Linked DNA regions of Ovis aries: region 1 is linked to region 2. A link is a contact called in public Hi-C data. All regions are on one chromosome and are shown on one strand. Each heading gives the region's core, a stretch centred on a gene start, on an enhancer-like site or on the middle of the called end of the contact. The rest is flanking DNA. Distances are from core to core; before and after follow the strand shown.

Region 1 (2,742 bases), core at 141-2,640, 150 kb after region 2:
GTCTCATAGCAAAACTCTGGAAACAACCCAAACGTCCATCAACAGTAGAATGAGTAAATAGGTTTGTGGGTGCTCATTTAAGGAAAATAATGCATTACGATATGTATAAGATAAATCCCAAAGATATGATGTTGAATGAAAGAAGCCAGTCTCCAAAGATTATCTACTATATGGTTCTATTTACACAAATTAAAAATAAGCCCAAAGTAAACTGGTTTGTTCAGGAAAACATCATCCTAGCATGATGAACACAAAATTCTATATAAAGTTTCTCTCCTGGGAGGGGAAGGACTTCCACAGGAAGATAGCTGAGTTCTTCTAGAATGTGGTAATGTTCTGTTTTTCAGCTTGGGTAATAAATTCGATGATTTTCTAAAGTCATTACCTAAGTTGTACTTATAAGTTTTCATATACTCTTTTCTATTTTGCTATATTTCACAGTATTTAAAAAGTTCCTAATAACAGGCTTAGAAAAGGTCATTTTCCAAAAATTAAGTGGTTTTAAATTATCAAGACAATGTCCTAATAAACCAAGGGACTGCAGTCACCATAAAAATACAGAGTACATTTGTTGAAAACAATTCAAATTCTAAGGACTCACATAGAGTAAAAGGTCAAAATTCCCCTTAGTGTCTCCTTCCCTTTGCCAGAAAGCACTCACCACCCTTAACTCTTGAGTGTGTATCTTCCTAGAGTCCTTGCCCATTCTTCTCCCTCATATTTTCTGTAGAAATGGGTTAATACTATAGCCTGCTGTTCTGAATTTGATTTTCAGAATATGGGAATGTTTAACAACAAAAAGGGAAATAATATTTGCCTCCATCAATATCTCATTTTTAGTATCTCATTTATTAAATTCATCTGAAGTTTTCTCTTCCCCTTCTCCACATTCCTAATAAGTAGAGGCCAACTCCGTTATCCTGGCTTCCCTGATGGCTCAGTGGGTAAAGAATCTGCCTACAGGGCAGGAAACAGGAGACGCAGTTTCCGTCTCTCAGTGTGGAAGATCCCCTGGAGGATTCCAGTATTCCTGCCTAGGAAATTTCATGGTCAGAGGAGCCTGGTGGGCTACAGCCCAAAGGGTCGCAAAGAGTCGAACATGACTGAGCATGAGCGCAAGAGAAGCACAGCTCACTTATCCAGTGCGGTCGAGAGTGCCCTGGGAAACTGCTGACAGACCCTGGAAGTACAAGAAAACACACCCTCTAAGAATTCTAGTTCAGAATGCCAGCAATGCATTCCTCTGCTGGCGAGTGTGGGGCCCACAGTGCTGAGAGGGAGTCTAGGGGGACCGGTGTGAAAATGTGTGTGTGTGTGTGTGTGTGTGTGTGTGTGTGTGTGTGTGCGCGCGCGTGTGTGCGCGTGCGCGCGCGCCTGCTTCTCTGTGTAGAAGGCTTTCCAGAGGGCTCATTTGCTCAGGCTGCCAGACAGTGAAGAGCAATGTCTTCCCAATTCAGCAGCCCCGGCCCGACAGCGGCCTCTGCTGGGGACATGTGGTAGTGACGCCCCAGCACTGCTCGATCAGATGTCTGCCTCTTTGAGACCCCATGGACTGTATAGGTGGAGAAGGAGCTGGCACCCTGCTCCAGTACTCTTGCCTGGAAAATCCCATGGATGGAGGAGCCTGGTAGGCTGCAGTCCACAGGGTTGCTAAGAGTCGGACACGACTGAGTGACTTCACTTTCACTTTCAGGCATTGGAGAAGGAAATGGCAACCACTCCAGTGTTCTTGCCTGGAGAATCCTAGAGACGGAGGAGCCTGGTGGGCTGCCGTCTATGGGGTTGCACAGAGTCGGACACGACTGAAGCGACTTAGCAGCAGCAGCAGCAGCAGCAGGACTGTAAAGCCCGCCAGGCTCTTCTTCCATGAAATTTTCCAGACAAAAATAGTGGAGTGGGTTGCCATTTCCTACTCCAGGGGCTCTTCCCAACCCAGGGATCGAACCAGTGTCTCCTGCTTGGCAGGCGGATACTTTACCACTGAGCCACCTGGTAAGCCCCTAAGCAGCACTTGGGGGACCTTACTCCTCACCCCTGACAGTTCACACACCTGGGTAAGGGGCAGTTCACGCAGAGAGGAGGCTTCTTTGCTACATACGCTGCTGCTGCTAAGTCGCTTCAGTCGTGTCGGACTCTGTGCGACCCCACAGACAGCAGCCCACCAGGCTCCGCTGTCCCTGGGATTCTCCAGGCAAGAACACTGGAGTGCGTTGCCAGTTCCTTCTCCAATGCGTGAAAGTGAAGTTGCTCAGTCATGTCCGACTGTTTGCAACCCTTTGGACTGCAGCCTACCAGGCTCCTCCGTTCATGGGAGTTTCCAGGCAAGAGAACTGGAGTGGGTTGCGAGGAGCCTGGCGAGCTACAGTCCATGGGGTCACAAAGTCACAACTGAAGTGGCTTTAGCAAGCATCCACGCATGCAATATTGTGGCAAATGGCAGTGAAGTCTCTTTAGGAGGAGCTGGCTTCCTCTCATGTCTAGCATCCTGCCATTTGGGCTAATACTTTCCACCCTGATGGCCCCATCACAGAGGGTAGCCCTGAGCTCCTTTCAACCTGACCCTTCTGCTCTGAGCCTGCAGAAGCAGTGGAGCGTGGGGCTAGAGCAAGAGGAGCAAGAAAGAAAAAGAGAATCAGCCAGGCCCTTCTGTAGTTTGTAGAATACCTCAAGGATTCAAAAGTGTGGATCCATGATGGTTAATGCAGAAAAAGTAACAATATATGACAGAGGAACGCAGAAGAT
Region 2 (2,700 bases), core at 1-2,500:
TGGCAACAAAAGAATCAAGTGTTATTAAAGTACGTGGTTAGTATTGCAAATTTTCCTTGGGAATATTTGGTCCCATCTTTATGGCTCAGAAGAAACACTGAATTTGGTAATCTTGACCATTGTGTTAAACAGGTCTTCTAAAAATAAGGTAGAAATCATGGAAACAAGAATTAAAACTGCTCTTGGTGTTGAAATCTTGGGAAAAATTTTGTATACCATGAGCACTTTATGTTAAAAAGCAGAGCATGGAGTTTTAATTCTTTCTTAAGAAGCAATATGTTGGAACATTATTTTTTAAAATAAATGTCTTAAGGAAACTATCAATTGTTTTTTAGAATGAAAAATAAATTTATTATTTTAAAACCATAGTAAGTTATATTAAGCTCTAGTTTAAACTGTAAACAATTATAAAACTACCAAAAAAACTTTTTTATTTTATAAAATAACCTAACTGTAGATGGTAGAATTGAATTACAAGTAATTTTCAGATTTATAGACACCATGTCAGACTCAGAAGTTAGGTAGTTCTTTGATAAGTTTTTCCCCTGAACTTTAACTTTTAGACTTCAGTGATTAATGAGGTTTTTTCCTTATTTAATGTATTTTAAGAGACTTCCCTGGTGGCAGTAGTAAAGAATCTGCCTGCCAATGAAGGAGGTGCAGTTTCAGTCCCTAGGTCAGGAAGATCCTTTGGAGTATGAAATCACAATCCACTTCAGTATTCTTGCCTGGAGAATCCCATGGACAGAGGAGCCTGGTGGGCTACAATCCATGGGGTTGCAAAAAAGAGTCAGACTTGACTTGGTGACTAAACAATAACAACAGTATATTTCAAAAATGTAGGAATAGTGATAGTACGTAACTTTGATTCTCAGAAACAATAATTTAATATGGTCCCTCTTAGGCACCGTGAAATTATAGGGCTATATGTTCCAACACCACCACCACCAACTTGGGCAATAATATAAAACTCATTTCATGGCCCTAGTTGAGGGCAGACTGTATTCCTCTTGTTTAAAATGAATGAGTCACTTTAAGTCTCTCTCTGAAGGGAGAGAAAGGAGTGAGAATGCTCTTTGTTTAAGTTGGTGTGTTACAGCTTTCTTGGGCAGCAAGTACAAAAACGAAGCCCAAAGTCTTAACTCATTCTGTACATGGATTTTATTTCTCATAGTAGCCCAGTGTCTATTTAACATATGGGAGTGGTTTCAAGTTCATTACTAAAGCTTATAGGCTAAAGTGCTTTGTGGGCTTGGCTACGACTTAAGTTGCCTTTGGGGAGTCAGCCAAAAACGGGGCTTGCTTTCCTGTGTCTGTGGATTCTCCGGGTGGTCAGTTTCTTTTCCCTTCTCAGCTGTCAGCTGCTCTGGAGATTAGTTTCATAGTAAGGATTCTTTCTTTAAAGCAATATGAAGCGACTACTTTCACGGGGGCACCAGGTTAGTAAATAACATTTTGGACTTTATGCTTCATGTGTCAGACTTTCTTTCTGTTCTCAGGGGGCAATGACATGACAGTCGGCATGGCATTTTGTGCTGTTGCTGTGTTTTTTAAGAAAATAATGTTCATTGATCCTATGGAGGTCTGAGGTTTATAGTCTTCCTTATCATATCTGCATTGTTGGACAATATTAAATGCAGGAGGAAGCCATGAAATAATGACTGGTTTGTGTTAGATGTGCAGTCTAGAAATCTGTGCTTGTTTGTATGCATTTTCAGTTCCTTTTTCAGAATTCCTTTCATTATATCTTCTCATGATGTCTTCTAGGAGTAGCTATGATTTTATACATGGTTTATTTTACTTTTTGGAGCACAAGGCAACAGTGTGCTGTGTCCCAGCCAGCATGCAAGCTTGTCTGATGTATGGTTTTCTCTAGGGCCTACTACTTACAGTTAAAGGAACCAGAATGTCATTTTAATTTTCTTTTTGAAAAGCCTGGCATTTTTCTAGAATGCCTCGGAAAATACCTGTGTAACAGTTGACGTGGACAGACTGCACAGGTGGATCAAGCTGAACAGAATCCCTTCCTTAGTCATCACTGTTTTTCTTCTTAAGTAAGTCCTCAGGATTGAAGATTACTCTAGGAGTAAATATGACAGTCAAAACGGAGTGTGCCTTGTAAGGCATGAAATTATCGCTCATAGTATTAAAATGAAATTAAGTCAATAAAGTGAAGTATCAAGAGAATATCTTCCTTAATTTCATTAACTTAGACATCTCGAGAGCAATTTTACCTTTGTTCACTTGTCACCAAAGCAATCTGGTATTAAATAGTTTCACAAGAGTAGTTCGATTTGATGATATTTTCAATTTTGTATATGAAGTACTTATGAAGTATAAGTGTTCTTATGAAGTATACTGGCTTTTATGTAACTTTAGGTATGGTTTAGTTCAAGGTAAGCACTAGTGTTTTAAAATACGTGAATATACTTATATTATTACCATTTTAATCTCCTCTCTCTTTGCCCTGTTGGGAAATACAGTGTTTCAGAAAGGGTCTGTTCTCTCTTGTTCTCTTCTGTCTAAAAATATAAACCTGAGGGAGAAGGAAGACAGAAATAGATATTATACTTAGAAAAATCTCTGAGGTGATTTGCTAAACTTTAAAGTTCCCAGTCCTATCTCTGCTGAAGCTGAAGTTATAAAGTTATGTCTGCATGCCATGTCAGAATTGCAAAACGGACTGGACTTTATCCCCTC

The links. Hi-C and Micro-C count contacts between places; a contact is called where the count stands out from the background.
Region 1: a Hi-C map of liver shows a contact between it and region 2, with 7 times the contacts expected there. The contact joins two enhancer-like sites. A contact is called at or near these places in 11 of 16 Hi-C or Micro-C datasets (blood, hypothalamus, liver and 6 more).

Annotation. Positions count from the first base shown.
Region 1 is chr1:216,582,836-216,585,577 of ARS-UI_Ramb_v3.0, forward strand. The region is part of intron 23 of PLD1 (phospholipase D1); the gene reads left to right. Among named protein-coding and RNA genes, the nearest start is that of TRNAC-ACA, 38 kb to the right of the region's middle. Within about 2 kb of position 1,391, at least 28 of the 54 cell types and tissues checked have an H3K27ac peak or open chromatin away from gene starts, as enhancers often do. A contact at or near this core is called in liver, where this site is marked.
Region 2 is chr1:216,432,686-216,435,385 of ARS-UI_Ramb_v3.0, forward strand. All of the region lies in intron 1 of PLD1 (phospholipase D1), which reads left to right. Among named protein-coding and RNA genes, the nearest start is that of PLD1, 65 kb to the left of the region's middle. Within about 2 kb of position 1,251, at least 14 of the 54 cell types and tissues checked have an H3K27ac peak or open chromatin away from gene starts, as enhancers often do. A contact at or near this core is called in liver, where this site is marked.